2 separate regions of the Lactuca sativa genome follow, and region 1 is linked to region 2. The links are chromatin contacts, called in public Hi-C maps. All regions are on one chromosome and are shown on one strand. Each heading gives the region's core, a stretch centred on a gene start, on an enhancer-like site or on the middle of the called end of the contact. The rest is flanking DNA. Distances are from core to core; before and after follow the strand shown.

Region 1 (3,964 bases), core at 842-3,341, 140 kb before region 2:
GCATATCTTATAGAGGATCAAAACAACTACATAAAAAAGCTTAGAAAATTACCATAACAAACTCCACAAATGCAATACGAGTTGAATGATGATAATCACCAAGCAACCTTAAGCGATACACCTATGAAATGAGAAATTTCATAACATATATATAGTTAACAATAATTCAATAATTAAATAGCTTTGTAATTTTCATAAGTGAATAATTACAAACCTCGCCACAAAGTGATTCAAAAAAGAGTTTGACATCAGCCTGTGTGACCTGTTTTAAATAAAATATATCACATAATATCCTTGTCTGTCCTTTACATTTTACAATGGAATGAAAGGTTTTCAACTACCTTACCTTCTTATCAATGTTAGTACAATAGATAGTTCTTGCACACATTTCTCTCTCATCTTCAGACTAAAACAAAATTAGAAATGATATTTGCATCAACAAAAGTTCAAAACCACATATCCAAAGCTTATTCCATTTTCAAAAATCACAAATATAAGTTAAAGAATCTCACCCGAGGCAAAAAAGTAGGATTTACTGGTGCAATTGCAGTTTTTGAAGGCAATACTCTAACTGGATAATATCCAAGCATAGTTCCACCTAAAGTCAATGCATTCCTTGCACCTTCTGCAATCACAAAATACACAATTCAATGTATCTAAATGAATAAATAAACATTTTGTTTAATAAAAGTTTGTGAACTTATATTGACATACCCTCATCTGTGAACTCTATAAAGGCAAACCGAAGAACAGAATTTGGATCACCACATACACGACAATCTACAACCTGTCCACAACCAATGAAGAGAGCTGCAAGTTGTTCTTCAGTAACCTAAATCAAGAGGAAAGAAAGATTAAAGCTTTTTACTAATGGGAATCAAAGCAAGAATGAAATTAAAGTTAAACAAGTACCTGATGATCAATATCAGACACATAAACAGTCCTTTTAATGACGTCTTCTCTTTGTGCCAAGCTAGTTCGGCTATTCATCCTTCGTTTCCCATGACTAAAGTTACTCTTCTTCTATCCATAACCATTAAAATCCTCACAAGAATCAACACCAGAAAGAGAAATACACAACAGAGAGAATTAGGGATGATGATTTGGGTATACCCGTCTAGTAGAAGCTCCATTGGAATTGGCGTTGGTGAAAGCTGGTGTAGTGTTAGTTTGGAGAAGGAAATTGTTGATGGCGGCATAACCAAAGTGAGAAGTAGGAGATGGTGGAACGAGAAGGGGCCTAGGATGGTTGTTGGAGAGTGAAGGGGGTACGAATTCTGCAGCCATAGGGTTCAATTTTGATAGCATTTCAGCTAAATCACGCATTTCTTTTTTAAAACCCTCTTCTTCTTCTTCTTCTTCGTCTTCCTGATTATGATGATCAACGCCATTCGTAGTCATCTGATGCTGATGATGATTGTTTGAGACACCGTTATTGTATGCCAGACTACCATTTCCATTAGGTGGTGTCGTCTTCTGCTGATCGGAACTCTGATGCTGATCACTTGACCTTGATTTAGAAATCAATGATTTTGACTGATCAACATCGTTTGGTTCGACATGACTGTTCGACCCACCATTCTCAACAACAGCCATAATATCGATCGGCTCAGTAACTGACACTAGACTGAAAAGGGGATTTTTATTCTTCTGCAAATTTAGTTGATTTTATCGATCCAATCCGAAAATTGATTTCGAGAAAAACAATTCAAAATTACAGTAATAATCTGACCCAATTCAATTCTAAAGCAATCAAAGAAGAGATTACCTGATTGAGGAGTACAGATGAAACTACTCATCGATCGAATTCAGCTCATAGATCGCCGTCGAGAGATTATTTAATTATAAATTAGTTAGAAAATTTTACAGAAAGGGGGCATAAAGAGCATAGCTTTTGGTTCTTTATTAACATAATACCATTTCGTTATGCTGCAAAGAGAGAAGAGGAGAAAGAGGTGAGGAATTCATCAACCTAACCATGAAGGTTCTAGAGTGAGAGAAAGAAAGAGAGTGAGAGGAGAGAGGTGTCTTCTTCGGATCGTCCGTTTGAGCACACCACTTTTTGGAGTATGCACCCTCAGTGGCACAACATCCAAAAACATAAATACCATATAAATTAAGGTTATAATATGTGTACAAAACAAAAACTACAAGCGGAAGTGATTTTTTTTGAAATGTACATATTTAGTCATTATTATTTTTTTTCGTAAAATAAACCCTTATACTTTATTTTTTGTAAAAATGTAATCCTTGTGACTGGTTATACCCGGTATACCGGTCATATACGAATTTTCTTTTAGGAAAAATGACTTGATAGGGTAAGATATTTTTTGAATTCTACACATTTAGTCCTTATTTTTTTTTTTGTAAAATAAACCCTTATACTTTATTAATATGTACATATTAGGTCATTTTCACCGGATTCTACAGGTTTTGCTGATGCGGAAGCACAAGTGGCACTAAATAGCAATTAATTAGCTTAGTCACCGGAGGTGGGTGATCCTCCAGCAACAAGAAAAGTGCGGCGACCCTTCTCTTTCTCGTCTCTCTTCCTTCCGGTCGAACAGCAACAGCCAAACACCCTTTACCTATTGTGTTTCTCCGATGTGTCTCTCTTTGCCTCCATCTTTGAGAAATGTTGCCAGAAAAAGAAGAAATAATCGACGAGGGGGCTACCAGAGCAGCTCTTCGCCGCCAACTACCGTCTCTACTTCCTCCTGCTTCCCCCTTCGACCTTGTTGTTTTTGTCATCATTCCTCCTTGCTACCAGTGATGTGTAGGAACACACAAAGGAATCGCCGGAGATCGGGGTTCTCCCTCTTTTTCATGATGAATAAAAGTTAGAAAAATCTCGTTGTGGATATGTGGATGTCATCTAGGTATTTCATTTCAACAAAATAAAAGAAAGGGAAAATGACTTGATAGGGTAAGATACTTTTTGAAATGTACACATTTAGTCCTTATTCTTTTTTTTTGTAAAATAAACCCTTATACGTCAGTTAAATTTGTAGAATCCGGTGAAAATGACATAATGTGTACATATTAATAAAGTATAAGGGTTTATTTTACAAAAAAAAAAGAATAAAGACTAAATGTGTACATTTCAAAAAATATCTTACCCTATCAAGTCATTATCCCAACCTATTATTCTCCGCAACTAACTATACATGTAATCGTATAATGGGTATTATGTAAAGGGAAACCGTAAAAGACTTGTAATATATTTACTCTTTATAAATATTTTTTATTCAATTAAGTTCTAAAAATCAGTATTCGTATTTAATTTAACTTTTTTATCTAGTCAGCAGGTTATCTAACTTTCAAAAATTACACTTTTGGCCCAGCTATGAAATATTACTACAATTTTAGTCTAAAATTTATATTTTGGCCCGGATTTTAAATTTTTATTACAAATTTGATAAATTTTTTACCGTTTTGGCTAAATTTCATAATTTTGTTATGATTTCGTCCTAACTTTAGTTTTTTTTTATAACTTTTTTTTCTCAAAATAAAAAATTTAAATATGTTTTTCTTTTAAAAAAAATCATATTTATATAAAAAAAACATATTTTCATAGAAAAAATCTTATTTTTCAATATAATTTTTTTTGTATACGAAATACCTATTTTAAAAAATAGGTATTTATAAAGTACATAAATATATACAAATTCGTTTTATAAAAAAAAAATGTATACAAACATATATTTTACAAAAAAAATCTATACAAACACCTATTTTATTATAAATATGTTTGTATACAAACACATATTTAAAAAAAAATATAAACAAACACTTATTTCATATTAAACGTGTAACACTACAAATCAGGTAAATACCCTTTGTACCCTTTAAATGAAAAAAGTATAACATAATGGTCCCTTAAGTACAATGGGCGTACTTAAGGAGTATGCATGGCGTACTAAGGATGGATGATCGTGGAGGGTGGCCATGTACGCTGGGCGTA
Region 2 (4,307 bases), core at 29-2,528:
ACTATTCATTCATAGACCATTTAACTCTTTTGACATTTTGACTCGTGGTGAATGACCTAATGTCGTAAGTCGTAACATGTAAGGATAAGTCTGTAACCATTTTGCCCATTTGCGCTAAATAATAATCTAAAAATCAAGTCGCATATGAGTGTATCTCCATCTTCCGGTCTCCCATAGTCCCACTCTCCCCTCTGGTACTTTGTGATCGAAATCAGGTATCGAAATCAAATCGTGCATCGAAATCACAAACGATGTTGACGCGTGAAGGTTGAAGCATTGAAGCCCTTAACGTGAGTCGCCAATACAATCTTCTCGTATGTTTCTTAAGTTGTTATTTTGGTGTAGTTTTCCGATTACAAGATGCAGTTCCTTAGTTTCTTACAGATTTGGTTTTTAATTTGTAGGAGAAGTGTGTATGAGTGATTATAATAGGATTGTGAGAAGTGAGATTGTCGATGACCTGGTAGGCTGATAACACAAACACATGACTAAGAAAACTTAAATTTTGAACAGGAAATTGATGTGTAACGTTGGTTTTTAATCAAAAAGTGATAACAACCCAGAAATTTTGAACATTAAATTTTGTATCAGTGTATCTTTTATATCAATGTTACTGTATGTTTGCATCAACCATCAATAATTATTCATGTTTAATTATTAATTTTATTTATGAAATCTAACCCACGAATCCAAATCTGATCCATGAACCCGCCAACATATGAACCTGTATAAATAAATGGGTTGACGGGTTATATATGGGTTTATGTTTTAAACCCGTCAACCCATGACATGTATATTTAAATGAGTCGTGTTAGGGTTGACATATTTTGATCCACCAACCCACCAACCCGCAACACGGCAACCCAAACACGATATGATTGTCAGGCCTAACTTTCTTTCATTCCACCATACTCTGCTCCATTTCTATACCTTCGCTTTCTATCCTTAATAAAAGAAACAGATAAACATATTTTTCTTGATAGTTTTTACCCTTCAACTCCTAAAATGAACTCCAAAACAAGATGTTAGATTAGTTGGGGAAAGTATAAACATATAACGAGGTACGAACAAGTCAACAATTATGCATTTAGATGGTTGTTTCCAAGAACCCCTCTTGGGTGTAAATGAACTTCCCGCTCTAACATCCCAAAGTCTACTCCACTTTCGACATCGAACCCCACGTGGCACGACCTCCCCTTAGTAGGAAAAGTCCATAATTTGACCAACGACCAAATATCCAACTCATTATATTCTTTTCAAATCATCGAAATCATATCCACAATTTCAATCCTTTTTTATACTCCCTCTCTCTTTCTTCGCTTTCCTTTGATGATATGAGCGGAACCATGTCAAGTTCCAACAATCAATGGCTTCAATTCTACGAAAACAACCAACCCACAACAGTACAAAGCTGGTCCGGTGACGCCGCCACTGATGCGACGGTGGTCACCAACACCACCACCACCACCAGCAACAACAACACCGGTGTCTCTAATCAGCTCAGCAAGGTAACACGACCTACAAATAGTCGAAGACGATCAAGAGCTTCAAGAAGAACTCCAACCACCTTACTCAACACCGACGCCACCAACTTTCGTGCCATGGTCCAACGCTTCACTGGTGGCGGCAACACCGGCGGCGATGTAACTTCCACTCCATATCTATCAAACGAGTCATCCGTTACTTCTTCTCATCAGTTGTTGAACACTTACAACAATAATACATATAGTTTCACTGATGGGATTCGATCAAGTAGCCCGGGGGTTGCGCTGCGTCCTAATGATGGCTATAACGTGCAGTTCCGGCAACCACAAAGCCAACAGTATTTCACGATGACGGTGGAGGATGGTGGAAGTACCACAGCTAACGATGGTGGTGATGAACATATGGAGTTTAGACAGAGTGGATCTTATAATTGGTAAGGAGAGAAGAATCATATGTTATGATCAAAGTATAATTACAAGAATAAAAATTATAGAGTTCTCGATCTTTGCACTAGTTCCTTTTTCGACTTTAGTCGAATAAAGTTACGTGGTTTAAATCTATCTTAATGTATACTCAAATTATTTGAAACTTTTCTTCAGTTCTAGTTGCTAACTTAGCTTATGGATCAACCATTGTAAATATATATCGTTATATTATTTCTCATTTGCTTCTAGTTTGGATAGAAGTTAATATAATTATACATCATAATGTTAAACTTTGTCATTTGTTTACTAACAGTAGCCATTATATTTTTATAGTGGATTTCTGTTGATGAAAAAATTGGTTGAACACTATAAATTAGGCAAGTATCTTCGAAAATATGTATTTAAATAATTTTTACCTTCATGCTTACGTACGTTTTTCTTTAAAGGCGACTAAAGGCTTTAAAGAATAATTTAATCATAAACCAATGGCATGCAAAATGTTTTTTCCCTTCAGAATGATTGTTAATTTTGCTAATATATGTAACTCCGAGAATATAAAAGACAAGATAACATTGCAAATTTTCTTCTTATTTTACTCAAATTTGCAAATCTATTTCATGTTTTGCAATTGTCTCAATATCGTCCTTGACTTTAATTGCACTTTTTGTTGCATATATGATCTCCTTAAGTTTTGTAGTTTTGTTTGTTAAGGACCTTATCTGCAACGAAATTCAAATTCATGGACGACTTTGTGACAATATGAAATTTTGGACTGGACTTTTAATTTCTGATATAGTCATAGGGGCCATTTTGTAATTTACTCTAATTATGATATATAAATCTTCACAACAAACGTAAAAAAGGAGTATCTCTTTTTTTTTTTTTTTTTTTTTTAATATTTGATTTTATTTATATTAAAAATCTTTCGAATATTTTGTCGGTATGTGTTTAGATTTGGTCGGTTTTTACTAATTATATTTTCATAGCTTTTTTATGCTTTTCTCATCAATCAAGTAACAAAAGTTTTTTGTCGGAAACGAGCGGTCATTCGAAGGCACGTTCACATTAGACCGAGGAAAAAGATATTTCATAAGTAATACAAATATAAACACGAGATAGTTTATTTTAATTAATAACTTATATAAATAATAAACTTTATTCCGATTACACATAATTATTTATATTTTTTATATACATATTATAGCTAAAAACTTGTTTATCATAAAATATCGTTATTATCTTATAGTATTATAGAATTTTCAGATATGTATCAAAAAGTTGAATGACTAAATTCGTACATGGAATAAATTTTATACTTTTTTTTTTGTCAGAGTTTTAAAAATAGTTAGGATTTTTGTCGACTTATCAAACTTTTTTCTTTTATAAATCGACCCAAAATTAGTTTTTTTTTTTTTATTTATTTTTTTAAATACCTTCTTACTACTTTTTTTTTTTTTTTTTTTTTTTTTTTTTTTTTTTTAACTTTCTATAAAAAAGATTATAACTTTTTTTTTCAACTTTTTAAATATTTTCGTAGAAAATTTTTTATACTTTTTTTTTTATCTTTATTAATATTTTATATGGTTTTTATACTGTTTTCTACAATATTTTTAGAACCATTTTTAAAACAAATTAGAACATTTTTAAAATTCTCTTACAACCTATACAAATCATTGATGGAATATGAAATAAATCGAATCCATAGAACCAACCAACACACAAAATAGATTGAAGCCTATTAAATCAACTTTGTTATGAATATAGAAAAAAAATACATAAAACAAACCAACACTCACATATATTATCAATGTTCTCTTTTTCTAAGTTTCAAATGTGTTCTCTTTCTATATTGCAACAAAGTTAGTTTTATGAGTTTAAAATCTATTTTTGTATTGGTTGTTCTTTAGAATCTGATTAATTCCCATATTTAATCTATTTTTTGGTGTTATTCGTAAAGAAATTTTAAAAACATTGTTGAAGATGTTGCGAAAAGATTAAAAATATTATAAAACACGTTATAAAAAGTGTAAAAGATGTTATAAAATAAAATTTAAAACTTTGTGAAAAACAATATGAAAAAAGGTTCTAAAAAGCGTTGTAAAAATGCTAGAAAGAAACATCGTAGAAAGTTCGAAAATGTAGTTAAACAAGTTGTAAAAAATATAAGATAAAATAAAAAAACATTTAAATTAATAATTAAAAAGTTGAACAGACAGTTAAAAATATATATAGAAAAAAAAAACACTTTATAACAAAGGCTCTAAAAATTATTTTAGAAAACACTTTAAAAGAAATTTTAAAAATATGTATAAAGTGTAAATGGAAAAAGAAAAAAAAAAGTTGAAAAAAAATATTAAAAGAGTTGTAAATAAATTGCAGATTTCTATAAAAGTTTCA

What was found. A called contact is a pair of places that touch in the nucleus more often than the background predicts.
Region 1: a Hi-C map of leaf shows a contact between it and region 2, with 2.7 times the contacts expected there. The contact joins the promoter of LOC111885457 here to the promoter of LOC111885463 in region 2. A contact is called at or near these places in 2 of 4 Hi-C or Micro-C datasets (both in leaf).

Annotation. Positions count from the first base shown.
Region 1 is chr5:171,146,959-171,150,922 of Lsat_Salinas_v11, reverse strand. It overlaps LOC111885457 (polyadenylate-binding protein-interacting protein 12), which reads right to left and starts at 2,091. Exons shown (of 10, transcript XM_042902637.2): 1 at 1,769-2,091; 2 at 1,114-1,650; 3 at 913-1,020; 4 at 715-832; 5 at 513-625; 6 at 347-406; 7 at 215-262; 8 at 53-121. The coding sequence starts at 1,596.
Region 2 is chr5:171,009,022-171,013,328 of Lsat_Salinas_v11, reverse strand. It overlaps LOC111885463 (VQ motif-containing protein 22), which reads left to right and starts at 1,278. Exons shown (of 1, transcript XM_023881721.3): 1 at 1,278-2,216. The coding sequence starts at 1,335. The coding sequence ends at 1,922.